2 separate regions of the Mus musculus genome follow, and region 1 is linked to region 2. A link is a contact called in public HiChIP or PLAC-seq data. All regions are on one chromosome and are shown on one strand. Each heading gives the region's core, a stretch centred on a gene start, on an enhancer-like site or on the middle of the called end of the contact. The rest is flanking DNA. Distances are from core to core; before and after follow the strand shown.

Region 1 (7,145 bases), core at 1,849-4,348, 83 kb before region 2:
ATTTTCTTAAAAGGTATTTGTTTCTACTTAATGTGTTTTACCTGCAGGTATGTCTATGCACCAACTAAGCATCCTGCATACACAGAAACCAGAAGAGGGCACTGGAGGTCCTGGAACTGAAGTCATAAACTATTGTGTCGGTGCCGGGAACTGAACCCAGGTCCTCTGCAAGGGCAGCAGGGGTTGCACTGAGCCATTCCTCCAGGCTCACAAGATCTTAAGTCATAAGGATGCTCTTGGTCCAGTTTGACATGTGGAAGGAAGGATCCTGGCCCTGTCCATTGACCCTTCCTCCTCAATCACAAACTCTACCCTACCCATACCTGCCCTTTCTTGTTTGTTTGTTTTTGTTGTTATTGTTATCGTCGCACTATGTAATCCAGATTGTCCTGGACCTGAATCTATAGACCAGGCTGGCTTCAAACTCAGAGATCCACATGCCTCTGCCTACCTAATACTGGAGCCTGGTGTGTGCCACCATAGCCAGTGGATTTGCTGTATTTGGCTAAGGTCCCGGACCTCTACTAACTTTTCTCTCCCTGATGAGTGTGTACTGCTCAGATACATTCGCAGTACTTGTTAGGTTCATCTATATCCCATTCTGCCTCCCTCAGATCTCTGATTCAGAGTATAAAGTGGAAATAGATAAAGACACGCAGCAGCAGCAGCAGGAGCAGCAGCAGGAGCAGGAGCGGCAGCAGCTGAAGCAGTGTGGCGACAGTGGCAGCAGGTCTCCAGAAGCAGCTGAGTGCATGATAGATAAAGCTTGCAGTGGAGGTGATGAGCTGAGCCCATGGACCAGGCGCCATGCTGGAGGCTGCAGAAGTAACTTGAGTCATCTCACCTTCCCACTGTCATGATAAACAAACAGGTTCCTGGTGTGGCCCTCTTTCCTGTAGGTGATCTGCAGCCCGTGGGGATGTCCTATCTTCTCTGTCTGGAAGGTGGCGTTTAAGTCCTTGATGCTGATGACAGCCTTTGGGGCTTTACCCTAGAAGAGAGAAAGGATCCTCAAGATACCGATGGCAGCAGGTGCCTTCCTGCCAAGGGCTTCAGTACAAGCCAGCCCCTAATACATAACCCTGGGCTGCTCTGATAGCCCCTGAGCTGGAACGGGGCTGTTCACACATTTTAGCCACAGAACCTTTCCTGGAGCAAACCGAGCACTCGTGTGAAATAAATAGCCAGACATCAGCTCCTTGGAGGACACGTGGTGGGAGGACCAACAGATGCCCCTGCACCAGCAGGAGTCATACTGAACTCTTCTCTGGCTCATAAGTTTTAAAACACAAATTTAAGGGCTGGAGAGATGGCTGAGTGGTTAAGAGGTTAAGAGTGCCAATTGCTCTTCCAAAGGTCCTGAGTTCAAATCCCAGCAACCACATGGTGGCTCACAACCATCTGTAACAAAATCTGATGTCCTCTTCTGGAGTGTCTGAAGACAGCTACAGTGTGCTTACATATAATAAATAAATAAATATTTCAAAAAATAAACAAACAAACCCCACAAATTTAAATCCCAAGCCCTGGACCTTGAGCTTGCTAGACAAGTGCTTTACCACTAAGGGACACCTCCAGCTCCCTTTTTCTATTTATCTGTTTGTTTGTTTGTTTACTTACTTATTTATAACCTGTCACTAAGCTATACCCAAGTCCTTCTATTATTCTTGTATACGATTTTTTTTTTGCTAGAAAATGTTTAAAATTTTTACCTATAGTGTAATATTGCTACTGATATCCATTTTGGAAGCTTGTGATATTTATACTGTGTGTATGTCTGTGTACCTGAGTTTATATCTATGTGCACCATGTGTATACAATGCTCTCAGAAGACAGAAGAGGGCGTGAGATGCCCCGGAGTACAGGAGGTTGTGAGCCACCTAATGTGGGTGCTGGAAACCAAACTTGGGTTCTCTGGGAGAGCAACATGTGCTCTTAGCTGTTGAGCCATCTCTCTAAACCCTACTTCATCCCTCTTCATTGCTGAGCAGCAGTTAATTCTCACTTATATTATCATTTCCTTAGTTAATTGTAAGAGGAAATTTAGTTTTGTGGGTTTTCTTTTTTCTTTTTAGAATTGGGCTAAACTAAAGTTCTCTCTTCTCTTGTTTTGTTGCTGTTTTTGTTTTTGTTTTCAGACAGAGCTTCTCTGTGAACCCCTTGCTGTCCTGGAACTTGATCTGTAGACCAGGCTGGCCTCATACTCTCAGAGGTTTGCCTGCCTTGGCCCCCCGAGTGCTGGGATTACAGGCATGTGCCATCATGCGTGACTGCCCAGGTTAGTCTTTAACTCTTGGGCTGCAACTCCTCCTGCCTCAACCTCCAGAGAAATTGTGACTCTGTTTAGCTTAATTCTTTGCACAATCCAAAATTTTTACATAAAAATGAGTTACTTTCATAATTAAAAAAAATTCTATTTGGGGAAAAATATTTAAAAAAGAAAAAGAAAAAGAAAGAAAAGAAAAGACTCATATGGAGAGCAATCCTGTAATCTCAGCACACAGGAAACCCAGGCAGGACAACTGAGTTAGAGTTAATGGCCCACAGGGGCTACACAGCAGGACCCCATCTTGAAAGAAAATTGTGCAAAAGTGAAGACAGGCTGCTGTCACCCCCACTGCCTTTAAAACACAACATACTGGACTGGACTGAGACTGAAAATCAAATAACCTTTATCCAGCCAAGGAGGAGACCCTGTCATGGAGACCAAGTTACAGCCACCAGCCACCAGTGGGGTTTGGGCCCTGCCTGACCACAGGAAAGTTTCTCTTCCTCCCTTGGAAAAAGCAGTCAGGATTTAAAAGCATCTGGCCCCCACTTTCCCCCCTTACACTCTGCCCTCAGTCCAGGACATACCAGCTTGCCCTTCTAGAACTGTCTCCTCCTCTAGGAGAACATCAGGGAAACACACAGACCAAATGCCTCAAGGTCGAGCTACCGAGCTCAGAGCTCGTCCCTCTGCTGCTCCTTCACATTCAACTTTGTTAGCACTTTTCGGTTTTTTGTTTTTTTGTTTTCCCTCTGTTCTCTAACACTGGACCGCCCCAGGGCTCACTGTGGTAGCTGGCCTCCAAAGATACCCTCACCACTTCCTTCTCGCCCAGTCGTCCCCAGGAGGATGTAGAACTGTATCCCTCCCTGTAAGGAAGGCTGGATGCATGATTTGTCTTGACCCTGTAGCATAGAGTTCCTGGCCTGGCCTTTTGAAGGCTTGGCAATGTTGTTCTTTTATTTGTTTGTTTGGTTTGGTTTTGATTTATTTTTAGGTTTATCTTGTTTTATGTGTGGAACTGCTTTGCCTCCATGAAGGTATTGTGTGCTAGGTACATGCCTGATGCGTGGGAGTTCAGAGAAGGGAGTTGAGTCCCTTGGAACTTGAGTTAGGGGTGGTTCTGAGCCACGAGGTGGGTGTGGAGAACCACACCAGAGTCCTTGGCAAGAGCGACAAGTGCTCTTAACTGCTGAGCCATTTCTCCAGCCCTTGTTTAGACAGGGCTTGCTATATTGCCCAGGATGGCCTGAAAGTCACCATGCAGTCAGCCCAGGCTGGCCTGGAACTCACTGTGTCCATCAGGCTGGCCTGGAACTCATAGATACCCATGAGCTTCTATTTTGGGGGCATGGGGATTAAAGGCAGGTGGCACCAAGCAACACCCAGCAACAATCACTTTTGCATTGAAGCAAACAGCGTCTGTGCCTTAAAGAGGCTTGAGCCAGCTGTGCTAGGGATGATAGAGCGATGTCCAGCCTGCATCAAACCCTGGACTCAGTCCCTAGCATCATAAGAAGAAAAAATAGAACAAGTAGACTCCTGACTGACTGACCATGGGGTTCTCCAGGGCAGTGGGCAAGAGAGAGGGAGTTTACTTTTATTTTATTTGTTTAATATTTATTTATTTATTAAGCAAGGTCTCACCATACAGCCCTGGGTGTCCTGGAACTCACTATGTAGACCAGGCTAGCTTCAAACTCACAGAGTGTAGCCTGCTTCTGCCTCCCAAATGCTGGGATTAGTGTCACAAGTCATTTGCCCAGCCTCATTTAAATGAGTAAACCAAATACGTAAATATATCTCAATTAAAATTGTTTTTAGCCAGGTGTGGTGGCCCAGTCCTATAATCTGAGCACTCAGAGGGCTCTCTATGAGTTCAAGGCCATCCTGATTTAAGTAGTAAGTTCCAGACTAGTAAGGGTTACATAGTGAGACTTTGTGGCAAAAAGAAAAAGAAAAAAAAAAAAATTAGAGAACAACGACAATGTGAAATGGACCAAACTAAGCTGACTTTTGAGTGACCAAAGTGTGGCTGCTGGCGGGCTGGGTTGATGGTAGCCAAGGAGAAGTAGGAGAAAAATCATCCTTGCCAGGGCTGCTCCTGAGAGACACAGGCGGCCTGGCCTCTTACCTCCTCCTTGGTGTAGTACTTCAGGAGGCCTTCCCTCGACAGAAGGACAAACCGCCTTCTCAGGAACTGTGCGTTGTCCCGTCCTCGCTTCCACAGGAACCCTTCTCGGTTACCTTAACCACCAAGGGCAAGAAATGAGCCATGAAGTCAAATAAATAAGCTAACCTGAGGCTCAAGGGACTGAGTGTAGAAGAGCCTCTACCCACCGCTGGAATGTAGCCAGTCTGATCTGTCCCTCTCAGGTGCGGGACACAGGTCCTATCTGGGGCACTTTATATGATTTCAGTCTCCCCCCACTGTGCAAAACCCTTCTTCTTCATTTCTCCACGAGGTCCCACTGCTTCCTGAGAAGAAGGCAGGGGTAACGGGGCCTGGGATCCCAGGATTTAGGCTGAGGAAAGGGAGCAGTTATGAGTTCAATGCCAGACTTGGCTACATAGCAAGACCTTGTCACAGAAAAACAAAAAAACAAACAAAGAAAAAAAGTGTTAGGGAAATGGCCCAGCAGTTAAGAGCACTTGCTATTTTGCAAAGGATCCAGGTTCCATTCTCAACACACACATGGTGGCTCACAAACATCCATAGCTCCAATTCCAGAGGATCAGACACTCTCTTCTGACCTCTGAGGGCACCAGTATTACATGTGGTGCACATACATACTTTTGGGCTAAACAATCATGCACATAAAAATAAAGATTTTTTTAAATTTAATAAAAAAAAAACAGGGAAAGACAGAGAAGAGGGGAGGAGAGGGGAGGGGTAAAGAGAGGGGGGAAAAAGAAAGAAAGAAAGAAAAAATTCTTAAGAAGCCCAAGTATTGAGAGACAGGACTAACTCTGAAGGAGGGCCTGGGCTGGGGACTGTGACTCAGCTGGCAGAGTCTCTTATAGCACGCAAGGAGCTTTGGATTTAGCCCCCAGCATTGCATAAGGCCCGTACTGGTGGCTCTCATCCTAACATTCTGGAGGTAGAAGCAGGAGGAGCAGGAATTCAAGGTCATCCTTGGCTATACAGTGAGTTCATGAGTTCAAGGCCACCCCGAGATAGATGAGACCTTGCCTCAAAAGAATGAAGGGAATGTGTGGTAGTACAACCTTTGATCCCAGCACTCAGGAGGCAGAAACAGGTCTTTATGAGTTTAGGGCCAGCCTGGGATACATTAAGAGTTTCAATCAAGTCAGAGATATATAGTGAGGCTGTATGTATGTACGTATGTATGTATGTATGTATGTATGTATGTATATAGCCAACTTTGACATTGACATATGCCAAGTTTAAGAGTATAAGAGTGATCCTTCGGGCTGGAGAGATGGCTCAGAGGTTAAGAGTACTGACTACTCTTCCAGAGGTCCTGAGTTCAATTCCCAGAAACCACATGGTGGCTCACAACCATCTATAATGGGATCTGACGCCCTCTTCTGGTGTGTCTGAAGACCAGTGTACTTATACATTAAATAAATAAATAATTCTTTAAAAAAAAAAAGAGTGATTCTTAAGACATCTATTAGTTGGGGAATAATTTGTACTCCTAGAAATCCTGGAAGCTGAGGTCCTTCAAGACCTTTGTCGATGGGCAGTGGTGGCACACGCCTTTACTCCCAGCACTTGGGAGGTAGAGGCAGACAGATTTCTGAGTTTGAGGCCAGCCTGGTTTACAAAGTGAGTTCCAGAACAGCCAGGGCTATACAGAGAAACCCTGTCTCGAAGAAAACAAAAAACAAACAAACAAACAAACAAAACCCAACCAGAACACAGACCTCAAAACATTAAGATGGTAACTTTTGGGCTGTAGAGATGTCTCAGTGGCTGAGAATATTGGCTTCTCTCTCAGAGGATCCAGGTTCAAATCCCTGCTATATTCACATGGCTCAAAACTGTCACAACTCCAGGGGATCTAATACCCTGTCCTGGCCCTGGCATGCACTGCATACATGTGGTGCATATACATGCATACATACATATATACAAACAAACATACATACATACATACATACATACATACAAAACAGTAACTTTACCTGGATGTGAGACAGCTTTGTCAATAGCCGTAAACTCCTGTCTTTCATACTTAGCTCGAATCCATTGTTCCTTTAAGACCCTAAAAAGAGAATTTTTGGTTAGTTGTGTCTTCAGTGTCTTCCCACAGTGACTTCCCAGACTCTGCAGCAGAGGGTGGGGACAACCCAGGAGCTGCTGTCTCAAGATACCCAGAGGTTCTCCTCCTTAGGATAGTTAACATTAGTGCTGGATGGTTCTCTGTAGTGGAAGTCGGGTGTCCTGTGCTCTATGGAATATTCAGCTAGACCTCTGGTTTCTATCTCCTAAGTAGCCTCTGCTCTCCAGATAACACACCAGGGAAATTCGTCTTCTTGAGAAACACTAGACTGACCCTCAACCCTCTGAATCAATGATGAAGATATCAGCTCCCTGGATACTTAACCTGCCCCCACCACCAGCTTGGGAACTTGAGCAGTAAATGTCCCGGATCTACTGATGAACTCTGGCCCACCACACTGAATAGAGCAAACTGACTCAACTTTCTGTTTCATGTCTTTTGAAATGAGGTCTAGCCTATCCCAGGCTGACCCTGAGGTATCTAGAGTAGCTGAGATTGACTTTGAACTCATGATCTTCCTGCTTCCACCCCATACCCCCCATGCCACCAAGTGCTAGGATTACAGATGTATGCCACCATATCTGGTTTTATATCAGGCAGTAATAAACCTGCCTTCCCTAGAGTCA
Region 2 (6,820 bases), core at 253-2,752:
TTCAAAAGGGCTTCCTTCTATTTTCTTTACTTTCTTATTTTATTTATTCATTTTTTGTTTGTTTGTTTGTTTGAAGATTACGGTTTCTCTGTGTAGCCCTGGCCATTGTGGAACTCAGTCTTTAGGCCTCAAACTCAAAAGATTTACCTGTCACTGGCTGGGACTAAAGGGGTTTGTCACCACTGCCCAGCTGTTTTCCTTATTTTCAAGTATTCTTTTATTTCTTCTTCTCCTCTCTTCCTTCCCCTCCCCACTTTATTTATTTATTTATTTATTTATAGACCAGGCTGGCCTGGAACTCCCCCTCCCTACTTTTGAAAGTGTCTTTTTTTTTTTTCCAGACAGTGTTTTATATCACTCACGTTTCTCCCAGACTCACTACGTAACAACCAGATAACTGTTCTGAGTTCCAGATCTTCCCAAGAGCTGGGAGTAGAGGGTATGCCCCTATGTTTCGCCCATGTGGGAAGAACAGTCTGACCTGGAACATCTTCGATCTGGCCTCTAATACAGATCCATTGCATAATCCTGAGACAATCCTGTACCGTGTCTGATCCTGCTGAGGACAATTTACACACCTTGGGCTTATGGCTCATTTAAGGACTCAAATCCAACCAGTTTTAGTGTGGCTTTTCAGCAGATCACTTTTTACCGTTTTAATAGTTTGGGGGGAAAATTACAAAGACCATGTTGTGACACGTGAAAGTTATTATGCCATATCTAAAATTCTGTATTGAAAGGTTTATTTTTACATCCTTGTTGTCCAATCTGCCTTTTTTGCTCCCCATTCCAAGCAACCCTCCTTCCCCGGCCTCTCTTAGGGCTGAAACACAGGAGCAAGCGGCTCCTCTTGTTTTTACTATACATGGTCACACCCATTTACTTAATACAGCGAAACATACACTTTATCACATGCCAGCAGATATTTATCGGGAGGCCCTTACCGAAGAAAACGTGCCATCATTCGCCTTGGCCTTCTGCCAAGATTGCTGTACAGCTGGTCATCACTTGGGCCTCTCTCTCTCTTTCACCTCCCTCCTAAGAGTATCTAGGTAGTGGCGCCTGGGTCAAGTATCCTCCCAAAATTCCCGCCTCAGCTGGCATTTACTAGGAAGGTAGTACAGCGACGATTTAAGGCCCAGAGCTGTAGCCTCGGCCCTGGAGATCATGCACTGAGTTTAGGAGAGTAGATCCCCCCTCTGTGTCCCTCCACTTCCTCCACTGTGCAGGGCAGATAAGTAGTGCAGTAAGATAAGAAGTGGGAAGCACTTAGAGACGTGTTCACGTGTTTCTACTCTAGCCTCCACTTGTTTCCTGAGGAAGTGTCCAGGCGGGCGCAGCAAAGAGGCCGGAGGAGGAGCTGAGCAGACGGCGCAGCAGGTTTCACTCACTCAGACCAAGGCGCCATTAGTGCCTGTGTCCCCCCCACCCCCACCCCCCGGCGTCTGTCAATCAAGCGGCAGCGGGGGCGGGGCGTGAAGGACAGGGCAGGGCGGGGCGGCGCTTCCGCTGCGCGAGGCCGCTCGGGGTCGCTCGCGGGAGCTAGGCGCAGTCGGGAATCCGGCGGGCCGCGCGACCAGATGAAGGGCGCGATGGAGCCGGAGCCCGAGGTGCTGCTTCAGGAAGCCCGCGAGAACGTGGAGGCGGCGCAGAGCTACCGGCGGGAGCTGGGCCAGCGGCTGCAGGGGCTGCGGGAGGCGCAGAGGCAGGTCGGAGGGCCGCTGCGGGCCTTAGAGGGCGCGGGCCGGAGGGTGGGCGCGCGCGGCGGGGGCGCCCCGAGGCTCAGCAGAGGAAGTGGGTCGCAGACCTGTGGGAGACGTGACATGGGGAGGTGGGTCCTGCAGAGTTCTTCAAGGGAAAGATAAGTTTGGCGGACTGAGAAAGAGTTTGGGGAGCGCTCCTGAGCCGCCTCGCGGGGCACTTGGTGAGCGTAGGGGTGGTGTCCGAGGATGAACCACGGGAGCAAAACCCGAGGGATCGCAGAGTGAAGATCGGAAAAGAGAGTTGGGAGGAAGAGGGCATAGTCAGGGGAAACCTGCGACAGATAACTCGGTTTAGAAAGCCTGAGGGCACTGACCTGGGGACAGTAAAGGTGGAGACGAAGTAGAGGGAGAGGGAAGAAGTAAGGAGAAATGGAGAGGTTGAGCAGCAGTGACCTTAATGCCGAATGAATGGGGACGGGGGGGGGGGGGGGTTGTTATTTGAACATCTCACAAGATCCCGAACGCCTTGAACAACCTTTTAGAGTAATCTCTAGACAGGCTAGAACTGAAGGTGAAGGATGTTGAAGGGCAGAAGGAGCAAAACAAGATGTTTCAGGGAGGGTATACAAAGGTGAAGGGAAATGGAAAAACAGATTTTAAGAGAGGACTGGTAATAGAAGAGGCTAAATACACTTTCAAGTACTGCAGTTATCTCTCCACAAGGAAAGGTCGAACAGAGATAGCGGAAAGCCACATGGCTCCTCTCCACTCTCAAAGGTATACAGAAAAAGATATAAGCCCCTGCTAATGCTAGATAAGATAGATAATCCTCACATTACTATTAAGTGCTTTAGTTAATGCTTTTTGAGGAAATGGAAATTCATTAGAATTTCTCTAGGCCTAGTTTTGTAGGGTACCGTCACACTGGTAACTCCAGTGCTGCTGTGCCGAAGCAGAAAATGGTGAAGTAGTGCTGCGATAATCTTCGAATATTGTCATTGCTAATAATTTAAACCTCTCTAGAGCTGGTGTAGGCCAGGCATCAACAGTTGAGCTAGAACTAGGATCAGAATCCAGATACGACTTATGATTTAAACCTGATTTGGTGAATACTTTCAAGGTCTTCCAATGCAGACATCTGGATTTCCTTTGGAAAGAATCTGCATTATTCCTTCTGCTATTTTGAAATAAATGTTGAAAATCTAGGATTTAAAAAAAAAAGGTTTAAAATACCCTCTTTTATATAGTACTGCTTAGTCTGTGAATTTCATGTATGCATACAGTGTATTTTATCTTAGTCACCTCCCACACCACCCCCTCGAACATTTTTAAATTTTAATTTTTTAATTATTCATTTATTTTTTTTGAAACAGGGTTTCTCTGTGTAGCTCTGACCGTCCTGGAACTTGCTTTGTAGACGAGGCTGGCCTTGAACTCAAATATTTGCTAGCCTCCACCACTCAGGTTTTTTTTTTTCTTTTAAATTTATTTATTTTTTTATATATGAGCACACTGTTGATATCTTCAGACACACCAAAAGAGGGCATCAGATCCCATTACAGATGGTTGTGAGCCACCATGTGGTTGTTGGGAATTGAACTCAAAACCTCTGGAAGAGCAATCAGTGCCCTTAACCACTGAGCCATCTCCTTTTTTTTTAAAACAAACAAACAAACAAGATCTTGCTAAGTAGCCAAGGCTATCCTGGGACTCACCATGTAGCCAACCAAGGCTGGCAACAGCTGGAAATCCTCCAGCCTCAGCCTCTGGAGTACTGGGATAACAGGCATGTTTCCACCATTCTTGGCTAAAGTACCCTGTAATAAATGACTAATGTGTCAGCCAGTTCATATATCTTACACACGAGCATGGCTGTTGTTCAGCTCCCTCAGCAATTAAGAGGCATTAGGGTTGGCACTAGAAGAATGAGGTAAGCACTGGGTGTAGTACTTATTAATGTCTTGTGTGTGTGTTGAGTGCAGTTTTTGAGTGATTCCCACCCTAGATAGTTAGATGTTCATTTGCCAAACCTAGATGTATGATTATGGCTCCGTGATACTTGCCTAATCGATCTACAGCCCTGAAAAGGAAAGTTAAACTTATATTCTTTCATTTTACATTTACTTATTATTTCTTTATCCATTGTGTTGGTGATGGAATCCAGTGCTTTAGACTTACTGGGAAACTGCACTCACTACCTCTTGAACAGTTAAGTTTTGAATCCAATAATTTAAATTCAGAACATACTCTGATAATGAGTTTGGTTCACTGTGGTTTTCATTTGTTTTCTTTTTGAGAGCCCTCGTCTCCTGCTCGACACAGCGCATTCATCACAGTTTAGATTTTTGGTGACGGCGGTACTGCTTATGCTAAGTAATAGTGGTGTCAGTCTCCTCTTCAGCTGGAGTCTGTTTTGTTCCAGTTTCAAGTTACCACAGCTACTTCTAGCCCATTGTGCTTGTTCAGATTTGTAGAATTAGGCCCCTGTCCAGTCGGGTTTAAAGAAAGGTCTGTGCTACAAAAAACGTTATCAAATAAGCAGGAGCCTTTGCGTGGTGGCTAGGATATTCTTAGAGTTCCAGTCATTTGTAGATCGTGAACCACCAGATAGATGGCTTTTGAGTAAAAACGCTGCTTTGGGAAGGGTGAGAAGAGCAAGGAGGAAGGGAGGCTGCACTGGGTATATTTTTTTACCTGCTTTTACTGTTGTTTGTTTTTTTTTTTTACACTTATTTTGAGAGATAGAATCCAAGGCCTTATGCATACCAAGCAAATGCTTTGCCGCTGAGCCACTTCCCCAGCCCATGATGTTTTGTTTTTTTAAATTGAAATCAAATTCACGTCAAGAAATTCATTCAGTGTTTTTTTTTTTTTTTTTTGGTTGTTTTTTGGGTTTTGTTTTTTTTTTTTTTTTTTTTGGTTTTTCGAGACAGGGTTTCTCTGTGTAGCCCTGGCTGTCCTGGAACTCACTTTGTAGACCAGGCTGGCCTTGAACTCAGAAATCCGCCTGCCTCTGCCTCCCATGTGCCACCATGCCCAGCTTTCATTCAGTGTTTTTTAGCTTACTTATAAATTTGTTTAGCCATAGGGCTAGAGGGACGGCTCAGAGGTTAAGAGAACTGGCTGTTCTTCCAGAGGATGGGGGTTCAATTCCCGGCACCCACATACATGGCAGCTCACAGACCCCAGTAACTCCAGTTCTACACCCTCTCTGGCCTCCATCGTCACCAGGCACACACATTGTACACACATTGTGTACACACACATACACATAGAGGCAAAACACCCAAATCTGTAGCATAAAATAACAATTAAATGTTTAAATGTTTAATTAAACATTATATAGCCATCATGATGTATGAATTCTAGAATGTTATATTAGTCTCTAGAAATACCCTGTATTCAGTGTTGCTCTGACGAACCTAATAGAAGCCTACCGTCCATTTTTAGGGCTTTACCTGTTCTGGACCTCTCTTTCCCTTCTTTTTCCTCAGCTTCTTTCCTTTAAACAGGGTGTCGTGTAGCCAAGGCTGGCCTTGAATTCTCTGACTAGTCAAGGATGACCTGAACTTCTGATCCTCCTGTCTGTATTTCCTAAATTTTTGGATTACAGGCATATACACCATTCCTCCAAATTTAAGTGGTTATCAAAACTAGCTACATCTTTAGCCCCTATTCTAGACATATTGTGTAAGCAGAATCATGCAATATGTAGCCCTACCTGAGTGACTTCCTTGGGTTAGAATGCATTTCCAGCTAAGCAGTGGTGGTACCTGTTCCTTAGCACTTGGGAGGTAGAAGCTGGCAGATTTCTGAGTTTGAGACCAGCCTGTCAACAGAGTGAGTTCCAGGACAGCCAGGGCTACACTGAAAAACTCTGTCTCAAAAAATAGACAAACAAATTAAAGAGAGAGAGACAGAGAGAGAGAGAGAGAGAAAGATAAAAAAGAAGGAAGAAAGATCTTATTTTCAGGGTTCTTCTATGTGGTAGCATTTCTTAGTACTTAAGTCCTATGGCTGAATAATACTTGTGATATGAATGTATCTTGGGTTATTTATCTATTCACCAGTTGATGGACAATGAGATCAATTCATCATTTTGACAATTATGGAAAACAAATATATCTATATTGTTTTTTGTGTTAACATGTTTTCAGTTTTCTTTAGGACATACCTATCAACTACTGAATCACAACTTTTTTCACTAAAGATTTGTTTAGCTGAATTCATAAATACAGTTTTATCTTTTCTTTCGTTTCTTTCTTTTAAAAAGTTATTTTTTATTTTTACTTCATGTGCATTGGTATTTTACCTGTATTTGTCTATGTGAAGGTGTCTCTGGAACTGGACTTACAGACTGTTAGGAACTTCCATGAGGGTGCTGGGAACGGAACCCGGGTTCTCTGGAAGAGTAGTAGCCAGTGCTTTTAACTGCTGAGCCATCTCTCTAGTTCTGTTTGTTTGTTTCTTACCATTTAAAAAAAAATCTCTCATGATTTTTGTCACATGTTAGGAAATGGTGTATATCTGGGTAGTGGTGCTGAATGCCTTTAATCCCAGCACTGGGAGGGGGGCAGTGGCAGGCAATTCTCTGTGAGTTCAAGGACAGCCTGGTCTACAGAATGAGTTCCAGTACAGCCAGAGCTACATAGAAATACCCTTGAAAAACAAAACAGAGAAGTGGTGTGTATGAAATTCTGGGGGAAGAAGAATAAAAAAAAACTTTTAAAATAGGTAAAAAAAAGCCGGGAGGTGGTGGCGCACGCCTTTAATCCCAGCACTTGGGAGACAGAGGCAGGCAGATTTCTGATTTTGAGGACAGCCAGGGCTACACAGAGAAACCCTGTCTTGGAAAAAAAAATCTGTTAAAAACATGTAGCAGTTTGTCCTCTGTGGTTGAGTTCAGGCCCTACCCTGTTTTTAGAGAAAAGGAAGTTCTGTGTAGGAACGCAAGAGTTGTCTCTAACCTAATACTTTGTGCTTTTTGCTATTGTTTTGTTTGCTTTGAGACAAGCTTTCCTGTTATCTAGGCTGGCTTTGAACATGTTTTTTAGCTGAAGATGATCTTAACTCCTTCCTCCACCAAGAATACAGACGTATCACCCAGCTAATCCTAC

What was found. HiChIP or PLAC-seq counts read pairs in DNA pulled down with a chosen protein or histone mark.
Region 1: a contact with region 2 is called in an H3K4me3 HiChIP or PLAC-seq map of bone marrow-derived macrophages, with 3 times the contacts expected there. The contact joins the enhancer-like site here to the promoter of Crlf3 in region 2. A contact is called at or near these places in 7 of 39 promoter capture datasets (the C10 cell line, the HPC-7 cell line, liver and 3 more), 1 of 15 datasets of contacts at CTCF or cohesin (the NIH/3T3 cell line), 12 of 484 Hi-C or Micro-C datasets (Th1 cells, bone marrow-derived macrophages, conventional dendritic cells and 7 more), 14 of 115 datasets of contacts at active chromatin or transcription factors (the HPC-7 cell line, the SCID.adh cell line, bone marrow-derived macrophages and 3 more) and 4 of 9 other capture datasets (adipose tissue, liver, macrophages and 1 more).

Annotation. Positions count from the first base shown.
Region 1 is chr11:80,159,519-80,166,663 of GRCm38.p6, reverse strand. Adap2 (ArfGAP with dual PH domains 2) reads right to left here. Exons shown (of 11, transcript NM_172133.1): 4 at 6,422-6,501; 5 at 4,404-4,516; 6 at 845-991. Among named protein-coding and RNA genes, the nearest start is that of Adap2, 8.9 kb to the right of the region's middle. Within about 2 kb of position 3,098, at least 27 of the 459 cell types and tissues checked have an H3K27ac peak or open chromatin away from gene starts, as enhancers often do. A contact at or near this core is called in the HPC-7 cell line, adipose tissue, bone marrow-derived macrophages and 2 more, where this site is marked.
Region 2 is chr11:80,075,673-80,082,492 of GRCm38.p6, reverse strand. Crlf3 (cytokine receptor-like factor 3) reads left to right here and starts at 1,502. Exons shown (of 8, transcript NM_018776.2): 1 at 1,502-1,709. The coding sequence starts at 1,581.